Linked DNA regions of Macaca mulatta: region 1 is linked to region 2. Evidence: chromatin contacts called from public Hi-C data. All regions are on one chromosome and are shown on one strand. The core of a region is the stretch at or near the end of the contact, and the rest is flanking DNA. Distances in the headings are between cores, read along the strand shown.

Region 1 (7,047 bases), core at 2,084-4,583, 250 kb before region 2:
CTATAGCACAGGGGAATAATTTTCAGGGGGTGATGGAACTAGTATATGTTTTGATTTTGATGGTTGTTACCCAGATCTATATGTGTGTTAAAATTTATAGAACCGTATACCAAAAGAAAAAGATTTCTGTTAAGGAAATTTTAAAAATAATTTTTAAAAAATGTGCAGGAGCAACACAATATATTCTTGTGGTTTACACATCAAGTTATGTCTGTCCAGGATAACCCCCAGATGCCTGTGTAGGCATTTCCATTGTAAATGTATCCTGTCACATTTTTACCCTGCAACCTTCTGAGTCTCTGTCAGTGTGGCCTCAGCTGCCTCATTCCTTTTTGGATTCTCTGTGGATTTTCCATTCATTACTGGCTCTAGGCTGCTCCTAGAGGTGCTAAAATATGCTGCTGGGGTGAGAGCAACGAGGTGTCCACATGCCCCTTGCTCAGAGTTGAAATAAGCATAGCCATCCCAGCTCCTAGTGCCATGAACATCTCCCCATCCTCCCTGTTATCCTTAGCTTCTCAGGCAACCTGGCCTGGTCCCGGTCCACAGCTTCCTGCTTGGTTTCATGCCTCATTGGAATTTCAGTGAAGGAACTTATTCTTACAGGCTGTGGAAAATCTCACAGTGATATTGCTTGAATGCACATCCTAATTCTAGTGCCTGCTCTACTCTACCCAGTGGGAGTTGCAGACAGCCTTTATGAAGTCAGATTTTTCTTGGAACTGTTTTCAGGTGGCTATTTTCCTCCTGAGGATTTGTCTTATTAAGCCATTATAGTGGACAATGGAGGCGCGTGAGTGTCTGGGTGGCAGCAGGCTGCACCGTTGAGACATGGAATGAAGTGCCATAAACGTCTTCCTTTATTTTATCTGCTTTGGCTGAAGCTCTTGGCAGAGTAAAGGGTTCTAGACAGCTATTGTGTGCTTAGCTCCAGTTGCTGTGGAAAGGCTGTTTATTTCACAAGTAGAAAATCTATACCAAAATTAGATACATTGCTGTGTAATTGAAGGTAATGTCCTTTTACTCACGTACATATTACAGTGTACAGTACTTTGAGTCTTGTGTTCATGTTACTCTTGCAGTTTTTATTAATCAACAAAAAGACAAAGGTGGCTTTTAATTCTTCCCAGGTGCTACCAAATCAGAAGAAAGACCTCCCGAAGATTATTTTGTGTCAAGATAAGACAGGCTTCTTGAGTATTATCTTCCCCTGGGGCACATTTTCTTGCCAACTTTAGAGTTGAAAATACTCTGGTTTCTAAAAACAGTAACCTAGAGGCTTTCTTTGTTGTCATTACTAAGCATGCCAGAGATGGCCATTGGAGAAAATTACTTCAGTCTCTTTCACTCTGATTCTTATAGATAAAGAGAGAACTGCACAGGCAAGCAAGAGAGGGAGGGAAGGAGGATATAGGAGATGAAATTCATTGTCATCATTAGGCAGAGCTTCTTGTATCTTAAATTCTATTTTTGAGACTTGAAAGAATATTTTAAAGCACTTTGGTAGCCACTGTGGCAATTCCGAGATTTTAGTTATTCCTAACTGAATGTTCCCTTGCTGCTAATTTCTTTTGTCAAAAATGAAAACCCACTTATCACCATTCATGTAAAAATCTCCCACATATTTAAAATAGTTAAGTTCAGACATTTTTCCCCGAGAGAAAGGGTATCCATTCATTTAACAATTCTTTACCAAAAAAGACATGTTTTTGTGAATTCAAATAATTTTCATCTTTCTTAGATATTCTCTAAATTTAACTCATCTTTAACTTGCAGAGCCCAAATGAAATTCATGTCCAGAAGTACTTACTGCTCACCTGACATGCAAGGTGCCAAGGTGTGAATGCTAAGGGTCTGGTTCTCAAAAAGCATGTGATATGTTATTACTTCTTAGGAGGGCATTCATTTAGTTGATTTATGCCAGGAACGTGTAATGGGAGAAACCTACGCTCTTAATGTAAGTTTCTTGATTCCTGGAATCTGTTTTTTAGTGACAGAGAAGCAGGAAGCTGGTATCGCCAGCACTTTTTCTTTTGTGACAGCTGCAACGACCAAAATTCCTTCTTAGAGCTGGATACTAGCGAGTTCCCCCTACTGTGAGTCAGTCCATGTTCAGACCAACCCTGTGAGATGGGCAGTGCAGGTGCTGGCACCCATTTTCCAGGAGTGGCAGCAGAGGCTTAGAATTTAAGGGACTTGCTGGATTTCATAGGGGCCATGATTAAAATTCAGTCTTGACTCCTAGATCAGTGGTTTTTTTCCAAACAAGGGGTTATCAACTCTGTTAGATCCAATACCCCTTTCTAGAACTGTCCTGAAATGAAAATCATAGTTAATGTAATGTACCCATAGTTTTTTTTTAATAACATAATTCTCTAACTGTAATACAAAGGAGAAATAAACGAAAGTGATCCATAATCAAAGAATATGTATTTTAAAATACAAGTGGTTAGGCAGATCTAACTTGAAGACAGAATGAAGTAATCAGATGCCATTCCTAAACATAGAATCACCATGAATACACTGTCTACAGATGCAGATGATAAAGATGTGTTGTGTGGGTGACACATGTCACTAACTGGAATGTGGTTTTCCAGAACAGGGAAATGCTTGGTCAAGTTCTGAACACAACAAAGTGCAGTCTACATTGTGGCTACTGAGTTTATTTGTAAAATGAGCTAGGGTCTAGTCTCAGATCATTATAAACCAGTTTTCACCTATAAGAACATCTTTTGGGCCATTCACAAGTCATTGTGCAGGACAGTCTTGTGCATTGTAGATAATGGTGTGCTGGCAAACCAGCTATCTGAATTTATCTGAGTTGTGTCGTTTGCTGATTTCTGTGCTGTAAGTACTCCTACAATGGCTGATTTCAAACTACCAGTAGAAACTTTCTTAGAAAATTCCTGTAGAATTGACCACCAGCTTAGTAGGAGCCAGCTCTGGGAAACCATGAATTTTGTAGGATCTCTAGCGTCTCTGGCCCTGCCCTCTAAATGCCAGTTGGATTCCCCAAATCATTGTGACAATAAAAAATGTCATCACAACTTTCCCAAATACGTTCATCAGAAGCAGTAGCATCCCCACTGAGAAAACCAGTGTATTCAACTCTGATGGTATTTCAGGCATAAGTGACCTCACCAAATAGTAGGTGCTTTTATCTAGATAGGTCTATGTGATACTCCCTGGTACGAAGCCTCTGGCTGCCTGTTCTTGTTTCTCTAGGGAGAAGGGAACAGCACTGAACAGTATTGCAGGGCTGGTCTAAGCCTGTAGAGCTGGTCTGGCTTTGCCTTACTGAGGATCAAGAGGGAGCACCAGTACTTACACTTTTCAGCCTTGATGAACCCAGGGTAGGCAGTCTAGTGACATTTGCCACATCCTGTTTCTCAGCTTTGGTTAGAACATAGAAACACAACTCAGATGAAGGAGACCCGTGCTTCAGAGCTGTCCCCTGCCTTTGAGTCCATTGCCTCTTTCCTCAATCCAGTTCCTCGCCTAAGAGGTTAACAAATGGTAAAATCACTGAAGCGCATCTCCTTTTCTCAGTATTGGAATGGCTGTTCATTATGGATTATGAAGGTGGATTAGCCTATGGCCTATAAAATGAGCAAGTGGAATTAATTCACAGGGCCTCGGGAAAATTGGGAGCAAGCTATAAAAATAGTCCTAAACACTGATAATACGGGAGATAGACCCAGTTTTATTAAAGTAGAACCTTTGGTTTAAGACCTGTGCTACAAAAGACTAAAAGATCTTTTCTTTCCTGCCTTAGTGTACACTTGACTCAGAAGTGGCTGTGAGAGTGGGTGGAGAGTTCTTCTTTGACCCTCAGCCTGCGGATGCCTCTAGAAACCTCGTGTTGATTGCAGGAGGAGTCGGAATTAACCCTCTGCTTTCCATCCTGCGGCACGCAGCAGATCTCCTCAGAGAGCGGGCAAACAAAAGAAGTGGATATGAGATAGGAACAATAAAACTATTCTACAGTGCAAAAAATACCAGCGAACTCCTGTTTAAGGTAAAGGAGATATAGCTTGTGTAAGCAAACTTGTGTAGTGGTATTAATAAGTTTTTTCTCTAGGTTCTGTTTTCTCTGCAAAGGTTCAAACAAAAGGCTTGGCAAGGTTTAATCATGCTCAAATGAGAACTAACCAACACACCTTACCCAAGACAAGTGAAACTGCTAATGTTGAGCGGGCCACCAGTTAAGTGACAGGAAAGGGTAGGTTTTGGTGGGATGGAATCTGGAGGTTAGATGAACAGAAAAGTCACAAGGGTCCTGAGATTCCAGTCAAGAGACCTACAGTGTACTGGTGTATCACAGGGGTAGGTAAGACTTAGGCAGTTTGGTCCCAGCTGGGTAAATGAAACCCCCGTCAGTTGCATCTGTTTAAACTAAGTGCATTTGATGAAGAAAGCTTTCACTGGGGATTGCTTTGCAGCTGCAGGAATGAACAAAAGAACAGAAACAGTTAAAGACACAACTGTGGTCAGTGAAACTGCTGCTTAATTGCCAATGCTTGAGAAAAAGGAAAAAGAAAAAACTCCCGGAGAGTTGGTAATATGCTTGTTAGCATATTCAGATTTCAATTAAAGCCAAATAGCCCTCTGTAGTCTGAATGCTGTGGCCTGCTAGGCTGCAAACAATGTCTCTCTAAGTAGAGAGCAAGAGCAGCAGACGTGTGCAGAATGGGAGTCGAGGTTCAGCCTCAGTGGTTGTGCACATCTGTTTTGATTTTTAAAAATTGTAGTGTGACCAAATATGTTTGACATTCCAGAAAAATATCCTTGATTTAGTAAATGAATTTCCTGAGAAGATTGCATGCAGTTTGCATGTTACAAAACAGACTACACAAATCAGTGCAGAACTCAAGCCGTACATCACGGGTGAGTCCCCTAAAGATATTTTGACTATCTCCATGCAGTTATTTGATGGACACACCAGTTGGTTGAGCGTAGATACTTTATTGTTGGAAGTTGCTGGCTGGGAATGTCACTATCTGGGGAATTGGGGTGACTCCTCCTGGAAAAATAGATATTTAGTTGGATTTACTCATTATATACAGGTTTCCTATTGCCTATGTTAAAAGTGTACTTTTCACACTTTTTAAGAGGCCTTTGCATCATCACTGTAGTATACTTACAAATAATTTATATTCCAGATTTGGCTGAATTGATTCCATTTGCCATTAATGGTCATTTAAACAACTTATAATTTCCTCTGAAAGGATTTTTATAAAAACAGTTACTTCCTTTGCTGAAGGCAGTTTGTATCTCCATCAAAGGCCACCAGTAAGCTAGCTGGCCCTTTCTGCAGAGTGCATTACGATGAGCGTCCCACTTTGCTTGCTTAGGTTTAGGAAGCCTGGAGATGCACTCTGCTTAGGTCTGGCCCCAGAGGCCAACAGGAGCCGTCCTGTGAATGTCTTAAGAAGACTAGACTCACTGAGCTTGCACATAAACACTGTAGCTGAATTGTGGTTAGTCCTTCCTCATTTGCTGATACAACCATGTCTGGCTTAATTTGGTGTTTATTCTGGTTTTTGGTAGAAGGAAGAATAACGGAGAAGGAGATAAGAGATCATATTTCAAAAGAGACTTTGTTCTATATTTGTGGCCCACCTCCAATGACAGACTTTTTCTCCAAGCAACTGGAAAACCACCATGTATCCAAAGAACACATTTGCTTTGAGAAGTGGTGGTAGGAGGCAGACACAGAAAAGATAAAGAGGTGAGATCTACTCAGGAGATCTCCTGTCCTTTGTGGCATGATTAATTTTTTTTTATCTCTACTTGAGTTGTCTTATTTTTTAAGGCTGTAAACGTATTGACCAGCTGGATAAAAGCCAGCTGGCAGACTTAAATGATAAACTTTTTGCAAAGACCTCAGTGATCAAACTGTTTTTTACTACACTGATTTTCTTTTATTAACAATGATTTAATTGTCTCATGATGTACCATGATTGGTCAATATAGATTTTTCTTTTGTCTTTAGGCAAAAAAAAAAAATACATACTTATGTCTAATCATAGGAACATGTGATTTTGAGTGTAAAATGTGGGCTAGCTTTAAATTATTTGACAGCCATCTATATATCTTATGTTTAATAAAATTATAATTTAAGTACAATCTTAATTATTTTACTTTGAAAATTCTTTTTAATGCCTTTGTTTACTGTACTATGGCCTGCAGTCTTATTTGGTACATCAAAGTTAAGTTTGGACATGGAAAATTGTTAGGAAAACTGCTTTAGGGAGTTAAATATCCAGCATATTTGCTTTTTTGTTAATGAGTATCGTAAGTGTGTATCCTAGTTGTTAGTTTCTTCTTAAATGAAACCCTTTCTGTGTCTTGGCTGTCTGCTTTAACGCTGTAGGAGGCAGCTTCTTGCTTGGGACAAAGGCATTGGTGGTGTGTTCCATGTTGAATCTGCCTTCAGTGCCTGGGCTGGCTGGCTATGGAAATGTACTTAGCATTGATTAGGGGGTAGAGAGCTGTTTCTAAATCCTGCTTTTCTACTTTTATTCCACTCATTTGCCAGAGTTGTTCTTGGCACCAGCAGCTCCTTAACATATAGTTGTTGAATGACTGAAAGAAAGCAACTAATGTTTTAACTCCTTGCTAAGTCTGAGATTGGGAGGCAGTCCCCTAGAGTGGATACAGAGAATGGTGGAGACTCATCCCAAAGCTGCTCTGAAGAAACTGCTAGAAAGCAGATTGTAGTTCTTTGTTTAGATTTTTAAAAATCCAAAAGAAGTCCTGACTGAGGCCAGGCCGTTCCTTTTATGACAAGTAGTCCTGGGCCCAAAGTTGCCTGCATAGAGATCACAGGAGGGTGAAGGGAGCCTGGGAAGAAGGACAGATGAGTGCTGGAGACCTAGGAGCTCCAGTTGAGATTCTGTTCTGGAGCTGATGAGAGAAGACAGGTTACCCTTTCTTATCTTTGTTATTGCAGGCCTCCCAGGGACTTCTGGGCTTGAACTCATATGATTCATGGGACCTGAAGATGACTCTAGCTTCTGCCCAGTTTTGAGTTTTGTCAAGTTT
Region 2 (7,308 bases), core at 4,457-6,956:
GAAAATGTAATGACCTCCTGTTGCATTAGGAGTAGCAAGACCGAATGGCTTTATAAAAGCTTAGAGATATTATTTTTGAAGCTATCTGTGTATAATTTATTCCCTTTCATATACCCCTTCTGGCTGACCCAAATGAAAAAAGATACAAAACTCATTTCTGGCCCAGCTCTCGCCTGATCAGATGTAATGTGTGGTGATACGCCCATTTTCCCGCTCAGCTGTATTCCTGTTTATTCCTGTGAACACATGGTCTCTGCAATTGGCAATGATTTTTTCTTTGTTATATTTACCTTCCTTTCGGAGGCCAGCCCAGACTCCTGGGTAGATTCATTTCCCATTGAATTACCAGAAAAGGACAGAATCTGATTGGAAGAACTACGTGGAAGAAAGCTCAGTTCCCAGGCCCTCACACAAGGGACTCTGTCCTCCCATCTATGTCAGAGCCTGGGGGCTGTGAGGGAATTGAAACGGGACATCCTGTCCCCTCCACCAACATTCTTTCCCCACCAAGCAGCCGCGTTTTCTTTTGTGTTCTCACACAATTCAGACTAGGTGGAGTAGCCTGTATGGCATGACTGGAGCGACCCCACTGAGCACAAGTGTTCCCCTTCTCCCTCGCTGACACTGTGGGCTGAGAGAAAGCCCACGTGGCAGCCCCCTGCTTTGGGGTGTTTCTGCCGTGGTCCTTTTAAAGAGTTGTAGTCGGGGCATGGGTTGAAACACCAAGCAAGAGTAAACCACAGGCTTCACACACTTCGCTTTTGGGGAGGCTGGTCAGCTCCGACCTGCCGCAGCTGAGAAAGAACACATAGGGGTCCCTGACAACAGACAACTTTGCCAAGGGCCAGCCTTAGGGCGTAAGAGAAAGAGAAAGGCTGGAGCAGCCACTTCTCTGTGCCCAGCTGTGTAACCGCCTGCCTGACAATGCTTCAGCCACGCAGAGACGGGCCTACCTCCTGTCTGCCCTGTCCTGAGAACGGAGGTATCTCTGACCCAGAGGTCCTAGGACCTCCCACTTCCTAAATGTGTGACCCTAGATAAATCACTTAACCTCTACCCCAACCTCAATTTCATCATCTGTAAAACAAGAATAATCCACCCACCTACCTCTAGGGTTGTTTTCATGCTTAAATGAGACAAAGCCTGTGTCTAAAGGGTTTTCTGATTCGTAAAACACCACATGAATATAAGGATTGTTTTCCTGACTTATCTTAGGATCTTTTGGAAGAGACCTTCAGTAAGAGCCCTTCAGTAAGTTCTTTTAAGTTCAACCTCTACTATGCACAATCCTGGACAAAAGGTCATCTACCCTCTGCTTGAATCCTTTCTATTATGGGAAAATTATTACCTTTCTTTGACTCACTACCACAAAGCCTTATGACCTGAGCTTGCTCTGGTTAGATCATAGCCACCTCACATAAGCTCCAGAGTAAACGGGAAGGGAGAACTTGACTCAGCCAGCAAAAGCAGAAAGATCATCATGTAGATTGGGTTGTTTAGATATTTACAGATATTTGTCAAAAACCTGAAGTCAGTGTCATTCATCTTCCCTTTTGAAGGTTAAGTGTGTTTGTTTTTGTTTCCATGTCCAGAAATACATTAAAATTGGATTAGGGGCAGTGTTCAGAAAAAATCACAGATGCTTAGGGCAGTGTATTCATTGTATGAACATGGAGTAAAATGCTTTGTTCCAAGATTATTTCACTTTGTCCATTTAGAAAGGTCTCCTGTGACTTGCATAAATTTGGAAGAAAGTTTCTTCATTTCTTTATAGACAGGATAGTTTGATGACATTTTAAAATATCAGGGAGACTCCTAACTTAAATCTGTGCTACGAAGGGCCACTGAGGACAGTGACGTGTGCCCCCAAAGCCAAAAACTTTGTACAGCTTTAATTTCAGTACAGAGGTAAATCGGCTTTTGCTTTTGGATTTAAGATTGGGCAAGCATGTGAAATTAAGTATCACTTAGGGGGATTTTTTAGAGGGAAGCTAGGAGATTATGAGTGTTAGGGCTTACAGTTTAAATCTGCAATTAGCATAAATATGCAAAGGTCACCCTAAAGAGATGCATGCCCCTACGATCTGTGAAGGTAGGTGTAAGAAGTAGAGAGAAATGGCAAACAGAGTTTTGCAAACAAATGTGCGGTGGGAATTCAGATTTTCATGTACGTTTTGCATCTGTGGCCTAGAAGAACTCGGATACATGGCCTAGGAGAAATCAAGAGTGAGAAATCACCAGCCCACAGAGAAAATGTCACTGACCTTGAGGCTAACAGAAGTAAATGACAATTGTGGCAGCAGCTGTTGGTCACCAACTCAACAGTGATTATCACCTTTTTCTTTGTTAACAGAAAATGATTTCTGTTCAGGAACTGAGCAGCAGATAGTTCTTGGAATCTGGACCCCATTGAAGTTTCAAGGTGTAAACCTTAATCAGTCTGTGTCCAAAATCACAGTTCTCTTTCCCTTGTTAGTGATCGGTTTAGGATGGGACATGTGCCACAGTTGTCAATGAGAAGTCTGCTGGAGGTACTTCTAGAAGAGTTTTCCTTACTCTCAAAAAAGAAGAAACCACAGAGCCTTTCTGTTTCTCTCATTTGGATGTTGCTGGGAGATAATGTGATGCTTGGAGTTGTTGCAGCCATTTTGCAACCATGAGGGGAGGAGCCTGAGGCAAAGGCAACATGCTTAGGGTAGCAGAATAGGAACATTGACAAATCTAGACTTCTATATTAGGTTGAGATGCTAAACCAGTCAATGCCAGTACTGCCTCCCTACAGACTTAGTACCTAGTCACTCAGAGATGAGACTATGGAACAAGACTTCCTAGGTTCAAATTCCAACTTTACCACTTACCAGCTGTGTGACTTTGGATGTCTCTGTGCCTCATATTTCTGATTTGTATACCTACCCTGTAGTATTCTTTTTAGAATTAAATGAATTGATATGTGGAGAATGCTAGAACCATACCTGATCACTCAAACATTTAAATTTTTTTTTTTATCATTTAAGTCATTTTGTATTGCATCTTCTAGTTTTTGCTTTTGAAAGCATCCTATGTAACACAGCAACTTTCAGTTAACCTTTCTCCTGTCAAAAAGTTAGGAAACTAACAACAAAAAGACAAACCATCCCTTAAACAATGGAGAAAGGACTTGAGTAGGTATTTCTCCAAAGAAGACAGACCATGGCCCACAAACACATGAAAACATGCTCAGCATCATTCACCATTAGGGAAATGCAAATAAAAATGAGGCACCACTGCACACCCATTAGGATGGCAATAATTTTTTTAAAAACAGAAAGCAGAAAATAGCAAGTATTGGTGAGGATGTGGAGAAAGTGGAATTTGTATATTGCTGGTGGGAATGTAACACAGTTCAGCCACTGTGGGAAACAGTTGGTGGCTCCTCAAATGACTCAACACAGCATCACCACAGGACCCTGCAATTCCACTCCTAGGTGTCTGTACTGAAAAGAATTGAAAACAGGGACACAAGTACATGTATACACATGTTCATGGCAGCATGGTGGAAGGTGTGGAAGCAAACCACATGTCCATTGATGGATGAATGGATAAATAAATTATGATATACAAATACAGTGGAATAATATTCAGCCATAATAAATCAGAAAAAAATGATGAGAAATGAGAAAAATATCCCATTTACAAAAACAACCAAAATCATAGAATACTCAGGGTCAAACACAGAAGAAATACAAAATGACCTAAGGACGTGGAAGAAGACTTCAAATGCAGGGAAACATCACGCACCTGAATGAGAAGACTCGGGCCGACAAAATATCAATTGTTTCCAAATCAACCTGTGAATTTAATCCGTCTTTAATTTTTTAACTTGACAAACTGACTTTTAAATTCTACTCAAAGAATACATATGTGAAAGTAACTAAAATAATTTTTTTAAAAGGAGCCAGGTGTGGTGGTTATGAGTCTGTATTTCTAGCTACTCTGGAGGCTGAGCTGAGACAGAAGGATTGCTTGAGCCCAGAAGTTTAAGACCAGCCTGGACAACATAGCGAGACCCCATTTAAAAAATTAAAGGGGATAGGTCTTACTAGATAGTAAGATATATTCCAAAATTACTCTAATTTGGGAATTTTATACCAACATAGGAATGAGAAAATTGATTACTAAACCAGAAATCAGAATTTATCATATACTGATTGGTATTTGCAATTGGTAGGAAAAGGAAAGATTAATTAAATAGTCTGGGAACAACTGGCTTAAAACTATTGTACTAAAATAAATTCCACATGGATTAAATACAAAAATAAAACTAAAATAGAACTCAAAGAAAATGTAAGTAAATATTTTCCTATTTACCAGAACTCATCCACATGGCTCAACTCAACCGCAGGGGAGGCTTGAAAACGTGTGTGGCTCTTTGGGAAGCACTCACTGTTACTGTCATAGACACCTAACCTATTTCTAGGGATGAGGGAAAGGATGAAACAAAGGATTGAAACCTAAGGGCTTTCTGCCTATCCTTATGTTTATCAAAAAATTCCAATACCCAAAATACACCATCCCAGAATTATAATTGGTTGCACAGGCAAAGCTTCTATTTCTCATTTGATGATCCTAGTGTATCTTTATAAGGAGCACATCATTAGCTGATATTCTAGCTGCATATTGGAATTACATCTGTTCTCATTCTCTTGTTAATAATGTTAATAACGAAGCTTGGCTAATAAATTGCAAGGGCTAACTTTGGAGTGAGTGGTTCAAAATTCCTTGTTAGTGAGGAAAACAAAAGAAGAAATGTGTTTTAAGAATAGATCCACCATAATAACATGCTGATGGTCAAAACTGATCAGGTAGTCTGGATGAAACCTCACACCTTCTTACACTTTGCAAAAGAAATAGCAGGAAAGGAGGGGCAATTCTGGGCTCCTGTTCAGCCCTGGAGAGGAAGCAGGTACAATGGTACTGGCAGTGCGGTCATTCCTGCTGTGCCCAGCCAATTTGTTTGAACTTGAAACAGAAGTGTTAACCTCATGGCATGCAAGTCCATCCATCCTCTGCTTTTGCCCTCCTTGGGGGCTTTCAGCGGCGCTTGCTGGGGGGAAAAAAAGGTGCCTGTTTTATTCGCAATTGTACAGAGCAGCTGATCAGTGTCTGCACGACTTCTTGAACAAAGAATGTATTTCAAACCTTCTTATTGCTTGCTTACTTCATTTAACATTTAACAGATGTCAGTTGTGACACACACACACACACACTTTCTCCCTAGGCAATGAATTAAGGCAAATTTCATTTTATGCCTGGCACGAAAGCCATGCTACATTGTATATTGGAAGACTTTTTTTTTTTTTTTTTTTTTTTTTTAAGAGAGAAAGAGGGGAAAAACCATTCTGCCTTAAAACCCCTAATAATGCAAGAAAACCAATTTCCGTAAAGGCATTGTCCTGGAAAGCTTTGTTGGTTTATGGTGCCACCTAATGGGGATGTGTCAGATTACATAAGGGCTATTGCATCAGGTCGCACACCCTGTCATAGTGAACACACTGGTGGTGTGTGGCTGGGAATGCAATTTATGCGGATGCCTTGCTGGATCTTCACGTTCTGTGTCTACTTCTAGTTATTTAACCTTGGGCAAGTCCCTCCATGCCTCTGAACTCAAGGATCCTCACCTAAAGGAGGGTTCTGGATGCCTTCTTTGTGAGATTGTTGACAGGACTAAGAAAAGGTGTACCTGGCTGGGCGAGGTGGCTCATGCCTGCAATCCCAACACTTTGGGAGGCTGAGGCAGGAGGATCACTTGAGGCTAGAAGTTTGAGACCAGCCTGGGCAAGATGGCAAGACCCCATTTCTACAAAACAAAAATAAAAATAAGTAGCTGGGTGTGGTGTGTGAGCGTGTATCATACTCCATACCTGGGTAACAGAGAGACTCTGTCAAGAAAGAGAGAGAGAAAGAGAAGAAAGAAGGAAAGAAAGAGCAAGAAATAAAGAAAGAAGAAATAAAAAGAAAAAAGAAAGAGAAAAAAGCAAGAAAAAGAAGGAAGAGAGAGAAGGAAAGAGAGGGATGGAGGAAGGAAAAGGAAGGAAGCAAGGAAAGAAAGGAAGAAAAAGGAAAGGGAAGGAGGAAGGAGGGAAAAAGAAAGAGAAAAAGAAAGAGAAAGAAGAAAGAGAAAAAGAAATAAAGAAAAGAAAAAGAAAAGAAGGAAGGAAGGAAGGAAAGAAGGAAGGAAAGGTATATTTGAAATGGAGACATGGCCCAAGGCTCTTAAACTCAGGGTTCTGTCAGTCATGACGTAATAAAATCATGAGGCCCTACATATTTTCTTTTTCTCCTTTTGGTATAAGCTTGAGTTTAAGAGGTATGTTTTTCGACACCAGTAAAACTTCCAGCACTAGGATGGAAATAAACTGCAGTCGACGGCTGCCCTCAAGGTTGGAGAGGAGATAGGAAACTGGGGCTGCGTTGAACTGGACAACACTTGTCTGGTCTCAGGTGGACAACTGCTGTCAGCCTAGAATGGCCAGGAGGTGTGGCAAGATTTTCCTGTTTGCCTAAAGAAACCAACCACTTGGGATCTCCTGCTTGTAAATGTTGGCCCAATTTTTTGAACTCTACAGGGGCTAAAGAAATCATCCCCGAGGACTGAGTTCAGCTTGTGGCTCTCCAGCTTGCGCTCTCTGCTGTTCATTGCTATAGTCTTGCAAGAAGGTGGGTGCTAGGTATGGAGCCTACTCTATTTAGGGTACTCTATCTGTGGGGAAGGGGGCTCAATGCTCCATGTCTGCGGGGAGGGTAGTAGGAATCTAGTGACAGAATCAGGAGTGGGAACCTGAATCACTATGTTACTGGCCTGAGGCCAGAGGCTCAGCCTGGTAGAGGCCTAGGTAAGGCCTTCCCTGGTTGTCAGTTCTCCTTCCTTGCCACCATGTCTTTCTCTCCTCTTCCTTGGGACGGCTCTCCCTGAAGCCTCCAGGCTTCTCTGATGAGATCCCCTCAAGAGCTAAACAGTTACTGGAGACCACTGAGAAGAGTGCCAGACTGAGAGTCAGACTTGCTGTGTGGCCTTGAGGGGGAACCTCCACCTCTCTGAGTCTTTGTTTCCTCGTTTGTAAAGTGGAGGAAGAGAAAAGCCTTTCCCAGCTTCTCACGATGGCACCCGGGTACAGATCATAGAGATGATGCATGAGGCATGCTTTGTGAACTTGAAAGTGCTGAGCAGTACTTGGTTATTTTAAAGCAATGACATCTACTTTGAATAATTCTTAAATCCTGGTACAGAATTAAGAAATGATCATCTATTCATTTAGTCAACTATTTATT

Evidence for each region. A called contact is a pair of places that touch in the nucleus more often than the background predicts.
Region 1: a Hi-C map of CD4 T cells shows a contact between it and region 2, with 5 times the contacts expected there. The contact joins two enhancer-like sites. A contact is called at or near these places in 9 of 14 Hi-C or Micro-C datasets (CD4 T cells, blood, cortical neurons and 5 more).

The regions. Positions count from the first base shown.
Region 1 is chr2:32,198,312-32,205,358 of T2T-MMU8v2.0, reverse strand. It overlaps OXNAD1 (oxidoreductase NAD binding domain containing 1), which reads left to right. Exons shown (of 9, transcript NM_001265832.1): 7 at 3,776-4,018; 8 at 4,779-4,887; 9 at 5,551-5,783. The coding sequence ends at 5,705. Among named protein-coding and RNA genes, the nearest start is that of OXNAD1, 39 kb to the left of the region's middle. Within about 2 kb of position 3,333, at least 5 of the 40 cell types and tissues checked have an H3K27ac peak or open chromatin away from gene starts, as enhancers often do. A contact at or near this core is called in CD4 T cells, where this site is marked.
Region 2 is chr2:31,947,244-31,954,551 of T2T-MMU8v2.0, reverse strand. No RefSeq gene overlaps it. Among named protein-coding and RNA genes, the nearest start is that of RFTN1, 33 kb to the left of the region's middle. Within about 2 kb of position 5,706, at least 7 of the 40 cell types and tissues checked have an H3K27ac peak or open chromatin away from gene starts, as enhancers often do. A contact at or near this core is called in CD4 T cells, where this site is marked.